Linked DNA regions of Mus musculus: region 1 is linked to region 2. Evidence: chromatin contacts called from public HiChIP or PLAC-seq data. All regions are on one chromosome and are shown on one strand. Each heading gives the region's core, a stretch centred on a gene start, on an enhancer-like site or on the middle of the called end of the contact. The rest is flanking DNA. Distances are from core to core; before and after follow the strand shown. Region 1 overlaps Cpn1 (carboxypeptidase N, polypeptide 1). Region 2 overlaps Dnmbp (dynamin binding protein).

Region 1 (3,703 bases), core at 396-2,895, 110 kb before region 2:
GTCCTCAGACACACACTAGAAGAAGGCATGGGATCCCATTACAGATGGTTGTGAGCCACCATGTGGTTGCTGGGATTTGAACTCAGGACCTCTGGCAGAGCAGTCAGTGCTCTTAACCGCTGAGCTGTCTCTCCAGCCCCAGATAATTGCTTTTTCTTTTTTTTTCTTTTTTCTTTTTTTCCCCCGAGACAGGGTTTCTCTGTATAGCCCTGGCTGTCCTGAAACTCACTTTGTAGACCAGGCTGGCCTTAAACTCAGAAATCCGCCTGCCTCTGCCTCCCGAGTGCTTGGATTAAAGGCATGTGCCACTATACTTTTTCAAATCATTCTCTCTCTCTCTCTCTCTCTCTCTCTCTCTCTCTCTCTCTCTCTCTCTCCCTCCCTCCCTCCCTCCCTCCCTCTCTCCCTCCCCACCCTCCCTATCCTCTCAGAAAGCATGGCCCGTGCCTCCTCAGAGAATCTCCACCCTAAACCAAATCAACACAATCCCAAGATTAACAATAGTTAATTAGGTCAATTCTAGTGGTTGTCTCAGCAATGAGGTCTCTGACCACAGTAACCTGGGAAGTTGTCCAACACAGAAACTTGGGGCCCTTGCCCTGTGCCCTGTGCCTCCTGAGTTAAACCCTGAGTTAAGGCCCAGTGATCTGTGTTAAGCTGCATGGCTCACCTTCTAGGGGCTTTAGTACCTGGGAGGAAACCAGTTGTTTAGTTATGGTTGCTGGTCTCTGTGTTTATTTTAAGACAGAGCCTCGCTATGTAGCCTAGGCAGACCTGGAACTTGCTATGTAGACCAGGCTAACCTTCAGCCTGAGACTCAGGAACAGCTCTGTGGAGAGTAAGTTAGCAGATGTCAAGAGGTAGGAGAGAAGCTGATAAAGATGTGGTGGAGAAACTGTGACTAACGAGAAAGGTGGCAATGGTGGGTCCCTCGACACAAAGATCTGCCGCTGTCTCTTTCCCTAGGAATGCAAGACTTCAATTATCTCCACACTAACTGCTTTGAGATCACGCTCGAGCTGAGTTGCGACAAGTTTCCCCGGCAAGAGGAGCTGCAGAGGGAGTGGCTGGGTAACCGGGAAGCCTTAATCCAGTTCTTGGAACAGGTAAGATCCTTCCGTTTGACTCTTCTGGTTGCAAGAGAGGTCTTCCAATGGCAGCTGGGGTTGCCACAGGCTCAGGCTGTCCCCAGAGCTGACTCCACTCAACCAGCCCTCTACTCCTGCGGTTGGTTTTCCTTCAATGTCCTAGAGCATAGCTGTCTGTCCAAAACTTTACTGTAAGCTGGGGACTCTGGGTAAACAAGCCTATATCCCTGTCTCTATGGAACTGATGTTCTAACCGGGGCAGACAGTAAGCAAAATACGGAAGTAAATTCTGTGCCTCATTAAAAAGAGAAGTGCTGTGAAGAAAGTCTCCCGGAGAAAGCCACTCTCAAATGGGGTCTGAGGAGCCTGAGGATCGGAGGGGCTCAGACAAGCCAGGTTATCTAGAACAGGGGTGGGCCCTCCAGAATAGGTCCAACTAAAACAAGCCAAGTCCACATCTGAAAGGTGCCCGGCAGCAGCAACCACAGCCAGCTGCCGCCTCAAGTGCACCGCAACGGCTGCTGTGAGAAACACATGACAAGGCTTGGAGGAGGGGGAGAAACTGGACTCTTTTAGGCACTGTGAGCAGAAAGTGATGTTGCTTCTAAGCCAAGCAGTGTGACAGAGCTTCCGGAAAATTAAAAATGGGGCTGAAGTTTAGCTCAGTGGTAAAGCTCTTGCTTAGCACACGAGGGACCCAAAATTGTGTTTCCAGACCCACAAAAGCAACCACAATTAGAATAAAATTGTTATATTATTCAGCATGGTTAAATCTCAAAGAAGTGAAGACAGGCAGAGAGAGAGAGAGAGAAAGGGCCTTCAAAACCAGGTAAGCGCTGACACACACCTTAGCACGACTGGATCTGGATTATGCAATAAGCAATAAGCCAGTCGTATGGCAGTAAGCCGTGCCTCTGTTTAGATAGAGTTTATACAGTCGCACAGACAGAATGCAGAATGGTGTCTGGGGCTGGAAGAGCAGGAGGTGGGGTAGAGAATGAGAGGGATGGAGACTTTCATCTTAAGGAGAGCAGTTTCAGTGTCAGATGAAGAGAGTTCTAAAAGTGAGTTGTTGTGCTAGGCACATATTACAAATGTGCGTGATAAACTGGGCTGTACAATTCACAGAGTGAACATTTTACCACAATTTACTTCAAATTTTCTCTCTCTCTCTCTCTCTCTCTCTCTCTCTCTTGTGTATTCATGCCATGATGTTTGTGTGGAAATCAGAAAGCAAGTTGTGGAAGGTAGTCTGTTCTCTTCTTCCAGCATTTTGGGTACCAAGTTCAAACTCAGTCAGGCTTAGCAGCAAATGCCTTTAACCACTGAGCCATCTCAGTAGATCACAATCTAAGGTTTCTCTCTCTCTCTCTCTCTTTCTTTAAAGATTTTATTTATTTACTTATTTATTTATTTATTTAATGTGAATATACTGTCTCTGTCTTCAGACACACCAGAAGAGGGCATCGGATCCCTTACAGATGGTTGTGAGCCACCATGTTGTTGCTGGGAATTGAATTCAGGACCTCTGGCAGAGCAGTCAGTGCTCTTAACCGCTAAAGTTTCTAAGTTTCTTTTCGTTTCATTTCGTTTCGTTTCGTTTCGTTTCGTTTCCTTTCCTTTCCTTTCCTTTCTTTTCTTTTCTTTTTAAGATTTTATTTATTACTATATGTAAGTACACTGTAGCTGTCTTCAGACATTCCAGAAGAGGGCATCAGATCTCATTACAGATGGTTGTGAGCCACCATGTGGTTGCTGGGATTTGAACTCAGGATCTTTGGAAGAGCAGTCAGTGCTCTTACCCACTAAACCATCTCACCAGCACCCCCCCCCCTTAAATTTCCTTAATTGTAACAAAATTCAAGGTTAGACCAGCAGGAGCTGGAGAGATGGCTTGGCGGTTGATTGAGAGTACTGGCTTGTCTCAGCAAACCTAAGTTTGTTTCCAGCATCCTCATGGTGGCTCACAAACATTGGTGACATTAGTCCCGAGAGCTCTGTGACCCTCTGCTGGGCTCTTCCAGCAACATGTAGGCACAGGGTACAAAGACACACGTGAAGGCAAAATACTCAACACACATACACTTGAGACTGGGCTACTAGTGGGGACTGTGGCCTCACAAGCCCACCCACACAGGAGCTTTGAGAAGGCAGTGTACTGTGACTGAGTGACAGGATCACTCCGCCTACTAAGGAGGGATTATGGGATTGGAGGAGCAGTGAAGAGCTAGTTTACAGGGTGTTGTCATGGTGTTAATGAACATGGACTGAGAGGAACCATGAGAAAAGAGAAAGGCCAGAGCCTTTCCCACTGTCCAACCACTGTGTGATTCTGACTCTCGGTGGCCACTGTTTCCCGCAGGTCCACCAGGGCATCAAGGGAATGGTGTTGGATGAGAACTCTAACAACCTCACGGGGGCTGTCATTTCCGTCACCGGCATCAACCACGACGTCACTTCAGGTAGGAGGGGACCAGTTGGTAAGCCAGAAAGACCAGCCATCGAGGACACTGAGAGGAGGGTGCGTGCCGGGTATGGGAGCAGAAAAGACGCGCTGCATCAAGCAGCTAAGATTCGGATAAGGAGATTCTTCACCTGCTAGAGGGAGCAGGCTC
Region 2 (3,781 bases), core at 883-3,382:
GAAAGCCACCGACCGAGAAGGCAACTTGATCGCCATCTTCCTTGAGGAGCACAGCCGGGTGCTACAGCAGCTCCAGGTCTTCACATTCTTCCCCGAGTCCCTCCCAGCGCCCAGGAAGCCCTTTGAGAGGAAAACCACAGACCGCCAGTCATCCCGGAAGACCCTTCTGGGCATGGTGAGTAGGCACCTGGTGTGGCTCCAGGACTGACCTGTGCACACCGGGCATCTAAGCGCATCACCTCATCTCCGGACAGGAGTTGATACTGGCCAGCCCTCCATCACAGGGCCATTACCAGGCTTAACCGAGTTAAGGTGTGGAGCTGCCCAGCACGTGAGCACCATGCAGGTAGACATATTTAATATTGAACAGCTGCTGTGCTTCTGCACATGAGCAGTGTGTGGGAGTCTTGACTTCATAACCAAGGGAGAACCTGAGGCTATTGGTCGGGCCTGTTCCATCTCGGGCATCACTGAGGCGGTTGCTGGTACCCAGCTGGGACCACCTGGAGATTTGGAGTTTGATGCCTCCTGAATCCTTCTTGGATCTTAGTGAAGCACTTGTACACTGATAAGTTAATTAAGGGAAATGAGTCAGGTCTGGTTTTGATCTTGTATTAGGCTAACACAGCCAAACCTTTAATGACTTCTTTGCCTGGAGTAGCATTGTGGTTTTTGGGATTTTTTTGTTTGTTTGTTTGTTTTGTTTTTTTAACACAGGTCTTTCATATTTTAAAATTTGCAGTAAGATACATCAGATCCTGTGGGCTTCTAGACAAGAAGGACGGGTCACCCTCCCTATATTGGCATTTGCTCCATAAAATCCCATGAGCATTTGTTTACAAGGGAGAATTGGATTTACTATTGCCTTTAGTTTTTCATTTTAAAGATTTTTATTTTAGATTATATGTGTAGGTACCTGTGGAATCCAGAAGAGGGCGTTGGATGCTCTGGGGCTCCAGACACTGATGGTCGTGAGGTGTCTAAAATGGGTTCTCTGGTCCTCTGCAAGAGCAGAGAGCATCCTTGACCCCTGAACCATCTCTCCAGCTCCTCCCTTTAATTTAACTCTCATTATTTAGGTCTATATAACAATAATATAAGACCTAGTGATATGCTTGGTATTTAGAATTTTTTGTTTTCATTTTAAATTTTATTTTAGGGGCTGGAGAGATGGCTCTCCAGAGGTTAAGAGCCCTGACTGCTCTTCCAGAGGTCCTGAGTTCAAATCCCAGAAACCACAGGGTGGCTCACAACCATCTGTAATGGGATCTGGTGCCCTCTTCTGGCCTGCAGGCATACGTGCAGGCAGACCACTATAACATAATATATAAATAATCTTGTTTTAAAATGTTTTTGGGTCAGGCGTGGTGGCACACGCTTTTAATCCCAGCACTTGGGAGGCAGAGGCAGGCGGATTTCTGAGTTTGAGGCCAGCCTGGTCTACAAAGTGAGTTCCAGGACAGCCAGGGCTATACAGAGAAACCGTGTCTCGAAAAACCAAAAAAAAAAAAAAAAGTTTTTAGGTTTTTGTTTTTTGGTTTTTTGGGTTTTTTTTTTTTGGTACTAGCAATTGAACCCAAGGCCTTACACATGTAAAAAATATGCTCTGCCTCTGGGCTACAGCACCTCCCCAGCCTCAGAACTTTGGTTGTATTTTAATCCTATTTTTGTTTTGTTGTTCTTGTTGTTGCATAAAGTAAGGGTGTTAGCTTGCCTCAGAGCCATTAAAACATTGCAGTGTGCTTTTTACCTAACACAGCCAGACTCGATTATAAAAATGTGGCTCAGGGTTGGTGCCTCCCTCCTGCCGTGGCAGGCTGAGATTAACCATAGCTGCCAGGGTGCCAGCGTGAGTTTTCTCATTGGCCCTGTTCTACCTTTTCAGCCAAGCTACATGCTGCAGTCGGAAGAGCTGCGGAGCTCCCTGCTGGCGAGGTACCCGCCGGAAAAGCTCTTCCACGTCCAGCGGAACTTCAACGCTGCGCAGGACTTGGATGTCTCCCTTTTGGAAGGCGACCTGGTGGGCGTGATCAAAAAGAAAGACCCCATGGGCAGCCAGAACCGCTGGCTCGTGGACAACGGAGGTGAGCCTTTGACTAGGGGGAAGTAACTATAGAGTTGACCTGATTTCTACAGTGGGCGGAGCCCGGGTTGAGCCGGAAGCTGCCTGCTAAAGATTACTGTTGTTTTGATGACTTTCAGAGACAGTTGCTTTAATTATTTATCCTGAAGATGTCGCTGTGTTTGCCTTCTGTGTGTAAACTGTAAAGTGTATGTGATATAAAGCCTGTGGTTTTGTCAGCTTCCCCTGCAGCAGTGTCCATGGCTGTTCAGAGAGTGACTCAAAATCAAACAGCTCGTAGCTTTCTTTTTTTGAAGGAGGATTCTGGACTTCAGTGTAACCCATTTCCCCAGAATTCTAAAATGCAGCAAGCTGAGAAGAACAGGGCTTTTTCAGAACCTTCTTATCAAAACCTGAACTGAGTAACAAGAAAGAATTTGTAATCATAACTTGCCTTATGAAATGAATGCGTATTTGACATATACATATCCTCAAATCAAAAAAGTATGAGTTCCAAAGACCGTGATGGCCCAAGTATTCTGGGGACCTAGGCCAATTTTAGCATTTGCTCTTTAAACGCATCTTTATGAGGTGGCTCCGTTGATCATGTTTTACCAGGTTGCAGTTAGAATTCAGACCCAGAATCCATGTAAAAGATCAGAGGATGTACCTCTTATTGCATCCAAAGACAGCCTCTCATGACGGGGACCCAGGAGGGTCCCTGACTCTAGAAAGCTAGAATCCTTCATGAGCAGGGTCCTGGGACCAAAACAAAGACAAAGTTGGATGAGACTAAAATAATCCCAGCATTTAATGAAAAGGAGGAGTCAGGTCCTGCGGCTTCTCTTTCTTAAGACAAGAAACACTGTGTGTTTGAAATGTGCGGTCAAGAGCCCTCTGTCACCATCAGGCAATTTGTTGAAGCGAGCACGTGCTGGACACGGCTGTGTGCTTGTGCCAGTGTGCCCTGACCCTGAGACGGTTCTGACGTGTGGAGGGGGGAATGAATGCAGGTGGCCTTTCTGAGGGGCTCTGCACAGGGACGGCCTTGCAGTCCACCTTTGCCAGACATGGTGTATTTGAACTTAAGCCCACCGGAGTCTTCTCTCAGTTTAGTGATGCTCTGGAGATTCTGCCACATTGTCTTCTGTGCCACTGCCAAATTCAGCAAGGCTAGCCTTGAACTTGCAATAATCCTAGTCTCCTGCGTGCTGACGTTACACCACTAACTGCATGGTTTTTTATTTTGTCTGTTTTGGTTTTTTTTTTTTTTTTTTTTTTTTTTTTTGGTTTTTTGAGATAGGGTTTCTCTGTGTAGCCCTGGCTGTCCTGGAACTCACTCTGTAGACCAGGCTGGCCTTGAACTCAGTACTCAGTGCTGAGATTAAAGGCGTGCGCCACCACTACCCAGCTGATTCTGTCTTCTCACTGGCCTGTCAATTGTCCACAGACACCTTGTCGTTTTAGGGTTGTGTAAGAATGACCTAGAAGGTAGCCATAGGTACGGGCACAGGTATGGGCATCTTCTGGTGTTAGATGCTGCAAGCTGTGGACCACTAAGCATTTGATTTTGTCACTCTTGACCTAGGCTTTTTTGAGTTTGTTTGTTTTGTTTTTGAGTATGGTGATTTAGCTACATGTATGTCTGAGCACCATATATGCCTGTTGTGCCTGTGGAAGTCAGAAGGTGATGTTGGACTTCCTGGAACTGGAGTTATG

Evidence for each region. HiChIP or PLAC-seq counts read pairs in DNA pulled down with a chosen protein or histone mark.
Region 1: a contact with region 2 is called in an H3K4me3 HiChIP or PLAC-seq map of bone marrow-derived macrophages, with 5 times the contacts expected there. The contact joins two enhancer-like sites. A contact is called at or near these places in 2 of 15 datasets of contacts at CTCF or cohesin (the NIH/3T3 cell line and embryonic stem cells), 35 of 484 Hi-C or Micro-C datasets (the AML12 cell line, ECoMG myeloid progenitors, ECoMG-derived neutrophils and 25 more), 6 of 115 datasets of contacts at active chromatin or transcription factors (bone marrow-derived macrophages, embryonic stem cells, fibro-adipogenic progenitors and 2 more) and 4 of 9 other capture datasets (adipose tissue, embryonic stem cells, liver and 1 more).

What each region holds. Positions count from the first base shown.
Region 1 is chr19:43,963,578-43,967,280 of GRCm38.p6, reverse strand. Cpn1 (carboxypeptidase N, polypeptide 1) reads left to right here. Exons shown (of 9, transcript NM_030703.2): 6 at 967-1,106; 7 at 3,451-3,550. Among named protein-coding and RNA genes, the nearest start is that of Cpn1, 21 kb to the left of the region's middle. Within about 2 kb of position 1,645, at least 60 of the 459 cell types and tissues checked have an H3K27ac peak or open chromatin away from gene starts, as enhancers often do. A contact at or near this core is called in bone marrow-derived macrophages, where this site is marked.
Region 2 is chr19:43,850,527-43,854,307 of GRCm38.p6, reverse strand. It overlaps Dnmbp (dynamin binding protein), which reads left to right. Exons shown (of 16, transcript NM_028029.4): 13 at 1-175; 14 at 1,886-2,084. Among named protein-coding and RNA genes, the nearest start is that of Gm24400, 4.9 kb to the left of the region's middle. Within about 2 kb of position 2,132, at least 40 of the 459 cell types and tissues checked have an H3K27ac peak or open chromatin away from gene starts, as enhancers often do. A contact at or near this core is called in bone marrow-derived macrophages, where this site is marked.